Linked DNA regions of Sus scrofa: all the other regions are linked to region 3. The links are chromatin contacts, called in public Hi-C and HiChIP or PLAC-seq maps. All regions are on one chromosome and are shown on one strand. The core of a region is the stretch at or near the end of the contact, and the rest is flanking DNA. Distances in the headings are between cores, read along the strand shown. Region 1 overlaps PALLD (palladin). Region 2 overlaps PALLD (palladin). Region 3 overlaps PALLD (palladin).

Region 1 (2,700 bases), core at 112-2,611, 130 kb before region 3:
CATCATCCCCTCATCGCCTCTGTGGCTGATCCCACACTGGCAAGCCAAGCACCTACGGCTGGCTGATCCAGTTCCCAAGCGTCTGTCCAGTGGGAACTCAAAGGACCTGTGCTCACTTAACTTTGTGCCTCACTCTCATCCGACTGCAGTGTTCAGGGTATAAGCTGTAGTCTAACAGCCCACTGAAAGCTACCAGGTAGCACCTCCATGTCCGCTGGGGCCAGGAAGCTGGTTAGAGGAGTTCCAGGAAATCTTGCCATAGACGTACTGGGTCCCTTGGCAGCTCTCAGTCGGAGGTCCGAGTGCCATGACCCTGGGGCAGAGGGAGGCTGCAGCCCATCTGCGCCAGTCTGTGTACCAAAGGGGTTAAAGGAAAGTATGTGGAAATTAAATTAGGGTCTTATGAGAAAATTTTTCACTAGAGCTTTGGTGGACCTTCAAAAAGGCAGCGTTGTGTGATGGCTATTGAACCTCTCTGGTTTTGCCATGGTGCGACCTTGAGCAAGCTGCTTGACCATGCAGCCTGTTAATAAAGCAGTCTGTGACGTTTTCTCATGTCCTTCGAGAAGGCGATGTTGCACCGTTCTCAGAACGCCACGTGGAAGGACATCCCGTGTGTGTCCTTCTCACCTCTCCAGGTCTTACAGCAGGTGGCCGGTGAAGTCTGGCCTCAGACACAGAACTCCTAGCTTTAAATCCGTGTTCTCCCCACTGCAGCACACAGCCTCCATCACTCTTAACCTCCGTGGACGTCACTTTCCTTATTTGCAAAAATGAGACATTTGGCCCAGAATGTAATGGTCCATTCCAGCTTAGAACTCTGTGTCTGATATGAATCACTGGCTGGAAGGGAGTCTCAGAAATCATTTAGTCATATTCCTCGCTTCCAGCAGGACTCGATCTAAACTATTTTGAAAAGAAAATGTCACACACACACACCCCTTTATTTTTTCACAATCCTGAGCAGGAGTGTTGAGTGCATTCCAGAGAGAAGGGAAGCGAGGGGCTCCGGGCCCATCTTGTCTCAGCAGACGCCAGCGTCCCAGGATTCGTCTCCACAGCAGGAAAAGGTCACAGACACGCTGTGCTTGGAAGGGAATCCTGTGAGGCGGGGCCAGAGAGGGTGACTGTGCTATGAGGGAAAGGGGGCAGGGTGACTCTGGAAGAACCTCAGGCTCATCACGGTTCTCTGGAGGGAGCGATGACGCAGCCCAGGGTCAGGACACAGAGGGGTCCTCATGCCTTGAATGTGACATAGAAAGTTGTGCGCTCGCCCTGCCCTGGCCTGGGAGGACAGGCCCCATCCTGACATGGGCCAGGACCTGCCCAACCAGGTCCTCCTCCCAGCGCCAGGTGGTCCTTGGCCACTGTCCAAGGAGGAGGGGCCATCCACCATCAGACTGAGTGACAAGGTTGCCATCACATTCCCGTTACTCAGCTGATTGGTTTGTACTTTTCAAACACCCACTGGCTCCCACATTCTTCCCATTTCTGTCCTGTGAGGGGAAAACAAACACCTTGGAGTCCAAAGGCTAAGCCCACACCTGGGGTCGCTAAAGGCCTCAGTGTCTCTGAAATGGGGGCCGGGTCCTAACAGTCCCCCCTGCAAAGTTCAGCAGCCCCAGGTTTGGGGGAGGAGCACAGGGGAACCAGCCACCAAGGCAGCCCAGGTCCAGGTCCTTTCTCTGAGCCATGAGTCACTGTGGTTTCTTTTTATTCGGCCTTAATTTCATCCCCAGGCCCACATCAACCTTACAGTAGTCTTACCGTCCTTGCTGTATGTCAGGCACATAATCATGTTTAATCCCCACAAAAAATATTATGCGGTAGATCTGTTATCCTGCTTTGTTATGTTCTGATAAGGAGAAGCATCCTGCCCAAGGTCACAGGCTAATAAGTAGCAGAGGCAAATGGAAATGCAGCCCACCTCCCAAAGCCTGGGCCGAGAGCCGGGGCCCTTCCCTTGAGCCCAGACTCATCCTCTTGGATTCAGGCTGTGCCTGGAGCAGCTTGTCAGCCAAGGTCCACCCAAGTTCTTGGGCTTTGCTGGGTCTTCCTCCCATCAGCTGCAGCCCTGACCTGCAGCCTTTCCTTCCATCCTCATGATATCCAGCCGACGTGTCGCCTCCGGGACCCTCATCCACCCGTGCCTGCCTGCCTTCTCCCCTCACCTTCTGCCCAGGACCAGGTCACCCTGAGGGGACCTACCTTCTCCCCCCACCTTCCCCTCAGGACCAGGTCATCCCCCAGGGGACCATGGCCATCCTCACAGTGGCCCCTCCTCCCCAGCACGTGCTCAGGCCCACTAAGCCCTGAGGGTGCCACCGCCCCCCTCCCACTGCACCTGTCCTGCTTTTACTTTCTTGGAAGGAAAAATGTGATGTGTTAATACAGCCACACGTTCAGGTTCAACCTCCTGAACCCCACAGAACAAGAGGTTTCAGGGCTGCGGGGGCCCCTGTACCATGACTTTATGTGATGAATGTAGAGACTGGGACCCAGTCTCAGCTCTGAGGCAGAGCCGGGCTGCTCTGGATACGCTCAGCACTGTCCTCGAGTGGCATGAAGTGGCATTCCATCCCACTCACACAGCCTGGCTGGTGTGGCCCCCGGCTGGTGCTTAGAAAGGGGTCCTTCCAGAGTTCCTGTCGTGACTCAGCAGAAACGAATCTGACTTGTATCCATAAGGTGAAGGTTCGA
Region 2 (2,700 bases), core at 94-2,593, 240 kb before region 3:
GACTTTTGAGACAAGAAAGCACTTTATTGCCAGGTCGGCCAGCAAGGAGAGGAGAGGGACGGCTCAAGTCCGTCTGGGATCCCAGGATCAGGGTGGAATTTAAGGGTTTAGGGAACTTCAAGATTGGAAGCTGCCTTGCTCATCAGCTCTTGTAAGCGCCTCAGGCTGCTGGAGGTCAGGTTTCCCTCATTGAAGGATCCCCGCCTGCAGAAGGGCTCAGGTGGCAGCGTTTCTGTTTTTGGCAGTCGGTGGACTGAGGATGCTCGGTTAGTGTCATCCTGGAGGCGCGGTTCCCGCCTTGCGCATGTGCAGGGCCCTGGGTAAAGTAATTCCCGGCTTACGCAATCTCTGGTGGCAAATCAGCTTCAGCTGGTAGATGTCCTACGTGCTTCACTTTGTCAGGTCCTCCGTCTTGGGGTAAAGCCTGGTCTATCTGCTTCTTGCTGATGAGGGCCTAGGTTTTTATAAGGGAAATGAAATTATTGTGCAGTTATTTGTAAAAATTCCGGAGATCCACCTTGAACTCCTAAGTCTGAGCAATCAGCATATGAATGGTGAGGTAGTAAGTATGAATTTGAATGAATAAAAGGATTAAGTGTAAGATGCACGGAACTGTGACTCCCAGATTTTAACAGTCCTTTGAAAACAGACCGTAATCTTTTGGGGATCCATGAAAACGTGGTGTTTTTTAACATTTTGGTGATTGAATTTGGATTTACGTAGGCCTGGTCCAAACTATTGGACAGAAACAGTCTACTTTCGAGATGTCTGTTTCCTTCTCATCCTGGCCAGGGGGTGTCTTAGCTGCCCTATTTTCCTTTGACAAGTTTTCCTGTGATTTAAGTTCCCTGGGAGTGGTTACCCAAGGCGTGACTCAGCTTTACTGGAGAAAGTGACCTGAAGGACGCAATAGGGTCATTCCACATCCCATGGGGTGACATTGATCCTCAAGTGGCTGGTTTGTCCAAGTTCAAAGGAGCACCGGTCCCTAGCTTGTGCAGCTCAGGGGGACATCCACCAGAAATGTGAGGGGACTAGAAGCACATACCTGTGTAGAAGATAAGATGGCACCAAGAGTTGTGCACATTTTATCATATCTTGTTTGTTTGTTGCCATGTGAACAGTTTCAAGACACAGAGGTACTCCGTCTTAAGGAAGGTTGCCCACAGAACAGTAAGTGCTTAACTGGGGCTGCTTCCAGGGCTGCTCTGCCCCTCAGTGGGGGCAGTTGGTAAAACCTTATCCAAGTTATGTTGGTTTCTTGGCCTATTCTGGCTACTATCTTTTTAAAGGAGTGACTCATCCTTTCCCCCTTCCCTGTAGACTGAGAGTTACTAAATACAAGTGCGTGGGCTGGACACACAGTGAGGCCAAACAATACAGTTTGGAGCCAGGTTATTGCAGAGCCAGGCAGGGAGACTGGTGGTTTGTGTCCCACAAACCCCAAACTCCCCGAACAAAATCGTATAGCATTTTTAAAGACGGGGGAGGGGTCACAGGGTAAGTGACTGGCTTGCACACTATCCTCTGATTGGCTGATGGTAAGGTCACAGGGCTATGTCACAGGGGTTAACATTTTATGTGCTCCTGGTCATCAGCTAGTTAACATCTTCCCTTTGGTGGGGATTTTAGCATCTGTGAAGCAACTCAGGAATGTGCATCAGATACTGTCATCTGGGTGCTTCAGGAGGAGCTGGAGCAGACCCTGTGGGGGAGGGCCCTGCCCTGTTATAGGAGGTCCCCAGGGAGCATGAGCTTCCATCGTGTCTGGTCCAAGGGCCCCAGACCTCCTGGAGTCACCTTGGCTGCTAAAGCGCCTCCACCGTCACTTTGGCTTGAAAGAGGCAAATCCCAGAAGCCTTCTCTGCCTAGCCTGCACCCAGAAGCTTTCTCTGCCTAGCCTGTGCCCCTTCTGCAAAGGTGTCAAGAACACCAGCAAATATCTACCATGTCCCCAGCTCCTGGCAGAAGAGCATCTTCTCTGTCAGTCATCCCCTGGTTCTGCCCCTCGGGTCAGCACCCCTTTTGGTATGGGGGGTAGCCAGGTTTTAGGATGTTTCTGGCACAGATCAGGCAACTTTGTTTTATCCTTTGACTGGTCCTTTGCATTTGTGGACCAACAGTAAATTTCTGTAGCCAGTGAGTGATGGGTTGCCTCCTCCTGATGATGCTCCCTCCATGTAGATGAGTGATAATTCTTTCCATGAAGTGCTCAGGTATGAGCACTAGTCCTTGCTCATCTTAAATCCAGCCTGTGGGGTGTTTGGTGCTGATCACCACCTCGGTCTCCAGAGTCACCATGAAACCCCCACGTGGCTGCTCTCTCAGAATCCATTTCCAAAGCTGAGGCTTACCCAGGGATAGGTCCACACTCAGAACAGGTGGTTGGTCTTAGGATCTGGCGTTTAGTTCTGGCCACCTGCTTTGGTGCCTGATCAGCCAAATGATTCCCTTCAGTTGTGTAATTATCAGTCTTCTGATGGCCCAGGCAATGTCCTATGGCTGTATCTCCCAGCATTCTAACGGAGTCTGATAAGGCCAGGACCCCCTCTGATTGTTTTCCTCCTGAATCCAGTAGACCTCCTTTCCATATGGCCACCTACACACAAATGACAGAGAAGGCAAACTTGGAATCTGTGTAAATGGTCCCCTTTTCCTTAGCTGCACAGTGCGGGACTCTGTGGGAGCTATGAGGTCTGC
Region 3 (2,700 bases), core at 111-2,610:
CCACCAGGGAATTCCATGGGTGAGTTTCTTGATGCTTCCAAGAACCCTGGGCCAAAAGTGAAGAGTGCTGGTGTTTCCCAAATCATGGTCAAATTTTCTCAGTTTAACATTTTCCTGCCCTAAAACAATGCATTGTTTCATCTTTTAGTGGCTGCTACTACCACCTTTCTTCTCAATGACAGCAAGATGGAAGCACAAATGTAAACCTTGATTTTTAAAACTCAGAAACAGGCTTTCACAGAATCCTTTTCCCTGGACATGTGCTTGTGAGTGATTCATGACTGCAGACATATATCCATTTCCTTTGAGGGGAGCTGTGGAGTTTCCATGGTAGAATACAGTATAACAGGGTCACGACGTCCTCTGCTGTACACCTGGGCAAGTTTGAGCTCACAAGCCATGTTCCAGGCATGTCCGATCTGATTCCTTGAGGTTGCAAGCAATGGAGATGCGGGGAAGTGTGTGTGTCGTCCCTCCGCTGCTTCTCTCCCAGGCCGATTAGGACTCCCAGCAACAGAAATTCATCCAGGCCAGTCTGAGACGGCTCTAGCAGAAGAGGGTGATACTCCTTGGGAATTCTGCTAGGCTGGAGGTTCTTTCCACCCTGGTCGCCATGGCGATCAAAACAAGCAGAACTGACTGCGTGGTCATGAGGCAGGGAGAAATGTGCTTTCTGTGGAATTCGATCTGCTCCTTGTGACGGTGAGGATAGTGACTCTGAAGGCTGGTTACAGCATCGAGCCCAAGGCCTGGCAAAGTCGGAGCTCGGACAGCACAGAGGACAAAGGAAAGTACAGACTATTTTCAGCGCTAAATGAGAAATAATAGGAGGTGATAGGATATCCTGTATGTTTATATTCCTCTCCTTTGGAGGCGAGTTCTGACACCTTTTCAGAGCAAGTGCTGGGAACAGGCTTCGGCTCTTTAATCCCTCAGGTCCTCCGTCTGGGAAAATAGCTCCGTCTTAATTTCTCAGTCAGACAAGAGCTAATTGCAAACGGATTAAAACCTTGAGAAGTGCTTTGTTCAGCTGATTGTTTCAGGTTTCCTTTTGGAGTGTGGGTGATGTGTTTATTTGACATAATAAATACCACCATCCGCTTTGTTCCAGGAACCAAAAGGCTGTGTGCTGGCCTGAGGAATTTCTCCGTTGTTTATATGTTTTACGGGATGGGCCCTGGCAGAGTCCTTCTTACACAGGGAATGCAGAGAGCTGTGCCTGAGCACAGAAACCAGAAGACACCCCTCTGCCCTTATCAACCCAGAGAGCAGAGCGGATGGGGTGCTGGGGACCCGGCGTGGCCACCTGGACCTGGGCTCCCTCCTCCGTAAGGGAGGAAGTTGGGATGGAAACAAAACCAAACCACTCCACCTATGGGCCAGATTCCATGCCAGGGCCCTGAGGAGTCAGGTAACCACGGGTGAGGCAGCCTAGAGTTTTCAGGGCTTCTGTCCTTTTTGGATGCCCACCCTGCCACACAAGGAGGGCACTGGCGTGGGGCACAGGCCTTGCGGCGATTCTGCATGTGTGCAGCACAGACATCTTTCCCAACAGCTGGAAGTGCTCTGGCCCCTTACAACTTCCCAAAGGCGCTCCTTAAAAGGGCATAAGTGATGGGCCGGTTGGCTTGTGAAGGCGGAGGAGGCTGAGTCAGAGGGACCTGCTGGAGCCGCCTCCCTCCCAAGTGTGTGAGTGTGTGTGTGCGCGTGGGGGGGTGGGGTGGGGGGGAGCTGTAGGCGGGGGCTGGTGGGGGGTGTTTAAAGGGAGGCTGCAAGCTTAGCAGAATGTTTGACCCAGACAAAGAGCAGCTCCAGCAACCAAATAAGGAAGTCGGCACTGCAGGATTTCAGAATAGAAGCTAGTGGGATTCGAGGCAATCTGGGAGAGTAAAAATAAGCTAAGGAAAACGTCCAAGGATTTCTGCTTCGCTTGCTTACCCACATTACAGGGGAAAACAGGATCTGGGGTCTTTGAGCAGGAGTGAGAAAGTCAAGTTGTATCTATCCCGTCCTGGACCAGGTCTGAGAGATGTTCAGAAATGCATTGAGCAACTGAGATAATAAACATTCTCTTGTTAAACGTGGAAAAATGCATTAGGAGCGCATTCCTTTTACCTATAAATTAGGAAACTCTGAGCTGAGGAGGATGAACGTTTTCAAGAAGCCGCTAAGCTGTCTGGACTCCCATTTTCAGACGTGCCCTGAACACTGAGCCGCAACCCAGTCTTTGAGAAAAGCTAACCTCTTACACTATAGAGAAACGTCCCTTAGCCATGCTATCTGATGGGAGCGTGCTGGCAGTTACTCAAGATGTCAGAGAAGGAAATTATGCAGAGAAGTCATCAGTGCCTCGCGAATCTCAACCCCAGCTCCCAGACTCTCCAAAGTACTCAATGATCTTTGTTACTTAGTAATATGAACAGACAGTGATTTTATTTTGACGCTTTTTTTGTAGTGTGGGTGGAGGATGGTGGAGGTTTGGAAGAGGAATTCTAGGTCCCTCCTAAACAGAGTGAGAAACACCTTTTTGTGCCACAAAACCGACCTGGAGTCCCTGGCCAGGGGAACTTCATATGCCATGGACACGACCAAAATGCAAAAAGATGGAGAAAATATTAGTGTTAATATATTATGAATATAAATACACTTTTCTTGCCTTTATTGTGTTTTCACAATTTAAAAAAAAAAACAAAAAAAACT

The links. Hi-C and Micro-C count contacts between places; a contact is called where the count stands out from the background. HiChIP or PLAC-seq counts read pairs in DNA pulled down with a chosen protein or histone mark.
Region 1: an H3K27ac HiChIP or PLAC-seq map of skeletal muscle shows a contact between it and region 3. The contact joins two enhancer-like sites. A contact is called at or near these places in 2 of 47 Hi-C or Micro-C datasets (embryonic fibroblasts and fetal skeletal muscle) and 1 of 2 datasets of contacts at active chromatin or transcription factors (skeletal muscle).
Region 2: a contact with region 3 is called in a Hi-C map of fibroblasts, with 3 times the contacts expected there. The contact joins two enhancer-like sites. A contact is called at or near these places in 2 of 47 Hi-C or Micro-C datasets (fibroblasts and skeletal muscle) and 1 of 2 datasets of contacts at active chromatin or transcription factors (skeletal muscle).

What each region holds. Positions count from the first base shown.
Region 1 is chr14:20,901,797-20,904,496 of Sscrofa11.1, reverse strand. All of the region lies in intron 2 of PALLD (palladin), which reads left to right. Among named protein-coding and RNA genes, the nearest start is that of PALLD, 120 kb to the left of the region's middle. Within about 2 kb of position 1,361, at least 24 of the 83 cell types and tissues checked have an H3K27ac peak or open chromatin away from gene starts, as enhancers often do. A contact at or near this core is called in embryonic fibroblasts, fetal skeletal muscle and skeletal muscle, where this site is marked.
Region 2 is chr14:21,008,089-21,010,788 of Sscrofa11.1, reverse strand. The region is part of intron 2 of PALLD (palladin); the gene reads left to right. It overlaps LOC110256756 (a long non-coding RNA gene), which reads right to left. Exons shown (of 2, transcript XR_002338685.1): 1 at 1-2,700. Among named protein-coding and RNA genes, the nearest start is that of PALLD, 11 kb to the left of the region's middle. Within about 2 kb of position 1,343, at least 12 of the 83 cell types and tissues checked have an H3K27ac peak or open chromatin away from gene starts, as enhancers often do. A contact at or near this core is called in skeletal muscle, where this site is marked.
Region 3 is chr14:20,769,196-20,771,895 of Sscrofa11.1, reverse strand. The region is part of intron 10 of PALLD (palladin); the gene reads left to right. Among named protein-coding and RNA genes, the nearest start is that of CBR4, 150 kb to the right of the region's middle. Within about 2 kb of position 1,360, at least 54 of the 83 cell types and tissues checked have an H3K27ac peak or open chromatin away from gene starts, as enhancers often do. A contact at or near this core is called in embryonic fibroblasts, fetal skeletal muscle and skeletal muscle, where this site is marked.